Linked DNA regions of Sus scrofa: region 1 is linked to region 2. A link is a contact called in public HiChIP or PLAC-seq data. All regions are on one chromosome and are shown on one strand. Each heading gives the region's core, a stretch centred on a gene start, on an enhancer-like site or on the middle of the called end of the contact. The rest is flanking DNA. Distances are from core to core; before and after follow the strand shown. Region 1 overlaps AUTS2 (AUTS2, activator of transcription and developmental regulator). Region 2 overlaps AUTS2 (AUTS2, activator of transcription and developmental regulator).

The links. HiChIP or PLAC-seq counts read pairs in DNA pulled down with a chosen protein or histone mark.
Region 1: an H3K27ac HiChIP or PLAC-seq map of skeletal muscle shows a contact between it and region 2, with 8 times the contacts expected there. The contact joins two enhancer-like sites. A contact is called at or near these places in 1 of 47 Hi-C or Micro-C datasets (skeletal muscle) and 1 of 2 datasets of contacts at active chromatin or transcription factors (skeletal muscle).

The regions. Positions count from the first base shown.
Region 1 is chr3:14,578,545-14,582,816 of Sscrofa11.1, forward strand. All of the region lies in intron 5 of AUTS2 (AUTS2, activator of transcription and developmental regulator), which reads left to right. Among named protein-coding and RNA genes, the nearest start is that of GALNT17, 450 kb to the right of the region's middle. Within about 2 kb of position 1,902, at least 7 of the 83 cell types and tissues checked have an H3K27ac peak or open chromatin away from gene starts, as enhancers often do. A contact at or near this core is called in skeletal muscle, where this site is marked.
Region 2 is chr3:14,103,731-14,107,802 of Sscrofa11.1, forward strand. The region is part of intron 2 of AUTS2 (AUTS2, activator of transcription and developmental regulator); the gene reads left to right. Among named protein-coding and RNA genes, the nearest start is that of AUTS2, 540 kb to the left of the region's middle. Within about 2 kb of position 1,916, at least 7 of the 83 cell types and tissues checked have an H3K27ac peak or open chromatin away from gene starts, as enhancers often do. A contact at or near this core is called in skeletal muscle, where this site is marked.

The DNA of each region.
Region 1 (4,272 bases), core at 652-3,151, 470 kb after region 2:
TGCACTCTCAAGGCCATTGCCGTTTTTTATACTTGCCTAACTGGGGGTTTAAGGTATTGCCAGAAGCAAAAGTATCAGCGCGTGCACGTCTCCATCCAACTGGCCAATGGAACCCTTTATTAAGAAAACCTTTGCACCAGAGAAGCGTCTCCCGTGACCCGAGATGGACACACCTCATGAATGTTGAATGTTCTTCAAACTCTGTTTCTTCATTCTTGACTTTTTTTCAAAACACACGTTTGACTTGATTGAATGTGCGGATTTCACAGCCCTGCATTCACTCCCTGGACAGCTAGATGGAGTTGTAGAAAAATAGTTCCATCAGGAGCTTCCAGACCTGCATCCCGTCCTGCTTCTGCCGAGCTCTGGTTGCGAGTCCTCGGCCAGCCACTTGACCTTTGGGGGCCCCACAGTTTAGATCCATGGAGGCTGAATCCAGGCGGTGGCATTCAGTGATCTCCAGTTGTTCCTCTCAGCTCTTGTATCGTGATTCCAAGGGATGGTGCCAGCCAGCCAGCCAGCCAGCGTGACACTTTTAAAGCCATGGGAGGACACGTGACTTTTTAATTAGGCTTATTCTGCTCTCTTCTGGGCAGCCCAGCATGCCGGCAGGAGCCCCCACATGGCCAGCAGGGATTGGGCAAAGAGATTTGAATGTCAGCCTGAAGGCTTATCAACTCATTTGTGTTCAAAACGCTTCCCCTCATCTGTCTCCCCCCCCCACCTCCCCTCCCCCCATAGGTTTCCTTAGCTAAACGGAGTTTTCCAGTGTCTGAAGAGGCTGAACCCAGTGGTAGTGAGGGTGTGGCATGGCGGAGCACTAGCCCAGCTCTCTTGGAGGCGGTTTCTCCTTGATTTGTGTACAGCTCAGCCTTGCCCAGTGCCTGGAGGCAGCGATGCTCAGGAACCACATGCCGCATAGACTGAACTTGTTCAGAGTCCGCCATCGGGACCGAGGTGGCCTTCTTTCTTCCTCTTTATTTTTTCCTCCCTACCCAGTTCTGACTGATCTTTCTTTCCACGTGTTCACTTCCTAACAGGGTATCTTCTCCGTGGGGGCTGTTTCTCCTGGGGGGGTTCTCAAGAGTACCCGGATGACTGAGGCTAGCCTGTGTAGTCGAACCCTGACTGTACTCCGACTGGGTGACCTTGAGTGCCTCCTGTAACCTTTCTGTGTCTCAGGTTTGAATCTGTAAAATAGTCAAGCGATGAGGACCTACCTGGGCAGATTGTTAGGATTCAACTGGCTCTAACATAAAGCTCTAGATAGACCGTGCCTGGCATACAGCACGGATAGCTGTTATGGGCACTGGGTTTTTTAAATTATTATTTAAGTTGAACTTAAAAAAAAAAAAAAAAAAAAAAAGGCCATGGCACTTGCACCAAGCTTGGAAAAAAAAAATCACTTGCCTAAGTCCCCTTGTCTTCACCCCAGTGAGGAGTGGTCTGACGCGGCAGAGCTGGGGGTCCAAGGCCTCGCTCCCTGGGGCCAGGGCTGTGTTTGCCTGGCCAGGACACACTGCTCCTATAATACCCCATCTCGACATCCACCTCCTGGGCAGCCACACCTGAGCTGGTTGGGGACTCTGCAACCTGGAGAGACCTTTGAAACCCTTGCCGCCACCGGCGTTCCATCTGTGTCTTTGGGGAATGGCAAGGGAGCGCGTTCTTTGGCCACGCCACCCCCTGCATGACCTGGGGGTTACTTTCTGCAAATTTGTAGACATCCAGGTTTTATCAGCGGAAACCTTGAAGAGTGACAAATGGTTCTGGGAAGAGTTGGGACAGACTCTCAAATGTCACTGGCTCATTTATAACTCGCGATGTCCAGGGTCTAAGCCATGCTATCAGCACGGTCTATAGATAACTCACCCTCACCAGGCTCCGGGCTCCCCGAGTACTTTGTGCAGCTGTTCTGGTTGAAGACCCAGTTGACATCTATAATAGATATCAAATGGAGAGCCTCTTATTTTATCACTCTCTGTGTTTCAACACCAGCAGTCCCCGTGGACTGTCGGAAACAGGCAGCGGGCACATTATGGGAAAGGTGACTTGCTGGGTCCCTGTGCCCCGAGGACATTATTAAGTGCTCGGGAACCTTGTTAGCTCATAAAGTTGGTTCAAACCAATCATTGCTGTGCGACCATTACCATTGCCAAGAATGTAACTCTTTTAAATTCTTGCCCATAAAGCCAAGCTTTCCATTACATTACAGCGTAGAGCAGGGCTTCTGATCTGGCCGCAGTTGTATCCCACTGGCTGCAGAGACTAAACATTGCATTTGCTGCTCAGTATTGGTTACCCTTCAGTGCTTCATGGAGGCAGCAAGACTACTATTTATAGATTTACTTTCTGTCTCCTTAGTTCAGCGCAGTCAGTTTTGACACACTGTCCCAGTAATCTGATCAGCCATGCTGCTTTTAAATGAAGGTCTAGGCCTTGGCCTCTGCAGAGAGGGTGACAGCTGTCAGATACAGATAGTAGGCTACAGATCCTGGCTGCTAAAACCCTCTCATTCATTCCTGTTACAGATCATTGACCACAGCTTGAAGCCGTGCTTTACAGTCGGCCGATTAGTTGGCAAGAGATCTACATACTGTATTAGCAAGGTCAACCACTGAGATAAAGGCAAAAACTCAAACCCCTGCACTATTTTTAAACCAGTAGCCATTTGTTAAAGCTGGTTATTTTGGAGCACGTCTCTCTCTTCCCTTCTTTTAGTTCTTTTTTTCTTTGCCAAAGGAAGCTAAAGAAACTTGTTAAAACTCTTTGTCAGAATTAAGGAAGATGGTTGAGACCATGAGATGGTTCCGATCTGAGAAGGCGGCGGTCTTCCGGTCTTCCTTGGAAACTCATGCAGGGACCAGTGTTAGCAGCCCCCCCGCCTCCCGGTTTAAATCAGAGCCCATTTGGAGATCTCAGCCTGGGGGTCAGCCTGCCTCGTGTCAGACTCGCAGAAGGAGAACATGTACCTGGGAAACCCCGGTGTCAAAAAAGTGATTCGCTGATTTTTTTTTGTATCGAGTGAGCATCCTCGCTGTTCCAGAATCAGCTAACCAAACCTTGAGTCTCATCTTCCCCCAGAAGGGTGTCCGCCTGCAAGATCTCTGCTTCGCCATCACCCTCCTCTCTGCTCGCCTTTCTCCCACTCCCTCACCTCCAACGACCGTCCCTTTAAAACCTCCACGACAGCCACCTGCCCCTTCCCCTTCCTCTGTCCCCCCTCCCACCCCCGCAGGACTTCATTATTCTAGCGCATGCCCGCAGCTGGAACACCCCTTCTTTCCCAAAGTTATGCTCTCTTCTGCCTCGGCTCTCCTCCCTTCCCTGTCTCCTGTGAGCTTACCGCATTCCCACCGCCTATCCGGTCACTCCTCTTTCCGCCTCTGCGCTTTGTGGGCTTCTGACCGAGTTCAGTTTCCCGAGGGTTCAAGGGCACACCCCGTCTCAACGGTGTGTCTCAGTCCGCCACCTCGTAGTCTTTGCCTCCTGTCTCACTCCTTCCCACCCCGAGGCCTCATGCCCACACGTACCGCCCGCAGCCTGCACAGTCAAGCTGCTTTTGTTGTGTCTGCTCTTCTCTTACCTGGAGAACCTTTCAAGTGACAGGGCTTAGGGCACCTGGTCAACTCGGCCTGCACACCCCGTAACTGTTTGTAGAACGAAAGCAGAACTAAAAGTCGAGTGTTGGACACTCTTATCAGCATGGGCCCAAATCCTTTGAACTCAGAGATTTGGGGAAAGAGGTTAGGTTTGGCCACAAACAAACCTGAGAGTGAAGACTCGCTAGGACCACAATGTGGGGCAGGTTCCTCGGAGCCTGGAATTTCTCATCTATGAAATGACATCGGGGAGGTCCCGCCGTGGCGGCGGCGTGGGTTAATGCTCCGGCTCCTCTCTGTGGAGGCACCCGTTTGATTCCTGGCCCGGCAGTGGGTTAGGGATCCAGGGTTGCTCCGGCTTGGATGTGATCCCTGGGCTGGGATCTTCCATATAACGCGGGCGCTGGCGAAAAAGAAAAAAATAATGAAAAGTAAAATAAAATGAGATGCACGAGATCTTGTAAGAAGATTTGTAAGAGGGTCAAAGGGGGAAGAGGGAAGGAAAGGGCCCTGGGACAGGACCTGGCCGATGGAAGGAGGCTGATGGACTGTTCACTGCCCCCTGGGCCGTGCAGCACCCACACCGGTCCCCAGTGCGGTGGAATTCGTCTCCATTTCTCCTAAGAAGGCCCCAGGGAGGGCTGTGTTGGTGGAAGAGAGAAGGCTGGGA
Region 2 (4,072 bases), core at 666-3,165:
TGTCTTTTTCTCTGTATGCTTTAAGAATTTCTCTATTATTGGTTGTGAACAGTTCGATTATAATCTACACTGGTGTTGTTTTCTATGTTTCTTGTGCTTAGGGTTGTTTAAGTCTCTTAGATTTGTGGGTTTATAGTTTTTGTCAAATTTAGAAATTATTCAGACTTTTAATTCTCTTCAGCTATCTTTACCTAATGAGCCAATTTAAAAATATACTAATAAAGAAGAAATTGTCAAATAGTTCCTCTAGACGTTACTACTAAGTATTTGATGTTTAGAGTCATAGAATCATGCCTTAACAGTTGGTAAAAAAAAACAACAAAAAACAAAAAAAACCAACACTGTTTCCAATTTTAAGCCTTGAGATTGCAGACATTTTAAAGGAAGATCAGGTACCAGAGCCTCTGCCTTTATAATCACATATTTTCCTTTTTGGCCTGCTCTTCTCCTGATGTTCTTAGAAGTTAAACGAGGAATAAATCATCCTCAGACCCGAGATTGGCTGGCCTCTCTGGGTACTGTGGTGGTTGTCTGAGCACCTTCTTTTCAGTTCTGAGTCAGACCAGCGCTGCGTTTCCTAAAGTGCTCTCGACTTCTTCCCAATGTTGTGTTTGTGTGAAGTCTGCCCTCTTCTTAGACTATAAAGTTTAGTACAAAGATCTATAGGTATATACTCTATCCCAGTCCTCTAATTTTCTCTGGTGATGTACAAGGGGAATAAAAGAGCCTTAAATATTGTCTGCTAGTTATCAAGTAGTGGGTATTATTCTCTTAATCTCATTTATATTTTGCTATAGCTATACAGAGAAAGTTCCACTGGCAGCAGTCAAATCCACCAAATTCTATGAGTGTGCTACTTACAGGTCGATGACTAAAGAGATGGCTGTGTCAAAAGCAGACTTTCAGCAGTACATTTTTATTCTCTTCCTTTTCAATAAAACAGCTCTGACAGATGAAAAGAAATCTCTGCTGTATAGCTCAGATTTCCTATGTTAGGCATATTTCAGCCATAAACTTAATTATCATAAGAATTTTCAAATGACTCCAACTTTTTTCTGCACTTGGTACCAGAGAATACCAGGTTCTATTTTTGAGCTGATAAAATCCTCCTTCTGAAAGCATTTGTTTATTATATTACAGCTTCACATGAGCTGAGCTCCATCCTGACCCCGTGTTAAGTGTCTGTGGTAGATTTCATTACATCCATATACTGGAAGTCCTGCCAATATACTGGCAGCAAAATCCTAGTGGAAAATAAATGGCAATAAAAAAGAGAAATGATAGCCTCTGTGAGTGGTGAGGAGCACAGCTTTATTGAGACTGGACAACCCCAGAGTAGTGACTTGGCATGCAGACATGAGCTTAAGAGAGTGTGAGTGAAAGCTGATATTGGAATAACGACTCTGTGGCACAGACATGGGAATAATTTAATTAATTGCACTGAAATTTCTTTGATGAATAGTTATGTGGTGATAAGCATGAGGTCGAACAGCAGAATGAGTTTCAGCTTTTTAATGGGCCAGCACAGCTGCAGTTTTGGATGCCTTCCCACTTTATTTTTCCCTGCAGCTCTCCACCGCTTTACTCATCCACTTCTCTCCAGCTAAGCCTCCCACTAGCGGGGCTCCCTCTCCATGCCTGCCGAGCTAAGGGGCAAGTATATTTGGCCATGGGAAGCAGGCTGGTGACTAGTTTGAAGTAAAAACAAGATCAAACGAAAATTGTGAGATGATTTCCTTATGAGGGCTGCACCTCCCCTCCTCCCCAAATCTCTAGCATGCTTTGCTGCTAAGTTGTATAAAGATTTTAATAAAAATTTTTTTGTCCCTGGAGAAAGAGGCATGTCTTTGTTGTCAGAGAGCTAGAGGGAAATGAGCAATGCATCCCAGCTGGAGCACCAGCATTAATCCCATGATTCGTAGCCCGTATTTTCAGACAGATCAATTACTTATGGCTGTAACCAATCTCTCACCATTTTCTTGCTGTGCAGGGCTCCATTTCCAGACTTGGCAGCTGACATAACCTTCCAACTTGATAGAACTTCAGCTGCAAATCTCTTCAGGTCTGCTGCCTCCATTCATCGCGGTTATACAAATGAGTTGTTAAATAAAAATCAAAAGTCAAAAATTGTGGGAGGTAAACTCTGCTTGGCTCAGTAACACCCGTGGATCTAGGCAACATTCTCAGTTCAGGTTTTTTTCTTTTTTTAACAAGATGAATGATTCACTTGTCTTCCTTCCTTTACTTTTATGGACAGGCTTTGCATGAGAGAACAACCTTCTCTAGAGAGAAGAAATTATCCACAGTGAATGCATTTCTTATCAATTTATAAGTCGAAAGATTAACTCAGAATAGAGAGAAAGGAGATTATGCGGAGACACGAAGGGCATGTACAGGTGAGCTGTGTCTAATGCATTTCACACGGAGTGAGTCACCTCTTTACAGCTGCTAGGCTGCCTAGGCTTAAGGCCAGGAGATTCTGTATCAAAAATAAGTGACCTTGCTAACACTCAGGTGGCAGAGAACATGTAAGCTGTTTATAGAGTATGTCATTGTGTGAATATAGAACTTCTGTCAAGGATCTAAACTCAATAGCCTTTGAGGACTTTACCCAGGATTTATGTAGTGTCTTGAAGACATAACTGCTCCATGTGTTGAAGCCTTCACAGTAATGTCAAGCCTTCCTGGAAGAGGTGATTAGGGGCCAGATGTAGGAAATTATGGAATTTTGTGATTTGACTCACTTAAGACATGCAGATGTGTGGCTGTTGGTAAAGCATGCATTGTTCTCTTCTGTGCTCTCCTTTCTCATTGTCTTCCCATCATTTCCATTCGCTGACATGCAGCCCTTTGAGAACATGTTCATTTTCCCCATGGTAACCAACTGTGAAAAACTTCCAGGAAGGAAAAAAGGAAAATGTGTTCCTCTAGGGAAGATAAATGGTTTAATGTTCAACCTGGGAGATTTGTGCGTATTTATATACATATTTGTGTGTGTGCCATGAGTGCTTGTTTCGTACATTACTGCATGCTTTGGAAGCCTTGTCCTACTTGGGACCCATTAGTGATGTCCTTTTGGAACAGATATTCATGAACTGTGTTAACAATTAAGGAGGTGAATCCCTGCTGGTACAGGCTGACAGCCACAGATTCCCCTTAGGCTTGTCTTACTTTGGATTGATTCTAAAGAAGCGTAGGAAACATGCAGAACATATTTGTTTGATTTGAAAGTTAAAAAACCTGTCTATGCCTGTTTTCCTCCCCATTTTTACTCCAGCCTTTCTTAGGCATCCCACAGTGAATAATAAAACATAAGTCATACAGTACCATAAGGCACTGCCACAACTCTGGCCCTGCTTTGGACTTTGTTTTTTGGTGGATCTGCATTTTATTATGATTCATTAAGGAGAATGGAAAAGACCCACTGGTAGCCATGCATGACAGCGCCCCATCCTCAGAGCCTGCCAACAATGGAAAGTTAGAGAGAAGAGAGTTAGAAATAAAACAGCGGTGAGATTTATAGTTAGTGAGTTCAAGTTGCTTTTTCCCTAGGTGTTCTTTAGTGAAACAAAATGCAGTGGTAGCTTGGAGAAATTATGGATGCTTTCCAGCAACCCCCTCCCCCACCAAAAAAAAAGCAGCTTAGGAGTCTGTAAGCCTTCTCCCTTGGTTGCAGTTAGGAAGCCAGTTGACAGTATAATAGGCTTTTGGAAGTGGGTGCAATGGTTTGTGTGTTCTGTTTGATGTTGCAAATACCAAGCCCTCAGGGAGATCTGCAAAGAGGATGTTCTGTTCTTAAAGAAAGGAAAAGATTAACCTGAAACGTGAACTGAAAAACTCCTGAATTCTAAAGGACTTAGGTGCAACCAAGGAATGATCTCATTTACTTCTATGGAAACAACATTTGGCAAGCTGCCTGCCCCTGCTACAGACAAGCAGAGGGCTGGGCAAATATTTTTTTAATGATTTTCATAAATAAAAGGCATCACCAGTAAACTTGAGAGGATTAGATCATAGATTAAGGGTGTGGGGGGGGCTGTTTATGTGGTTAAGGCTTTGTAGAGGTGTGTAC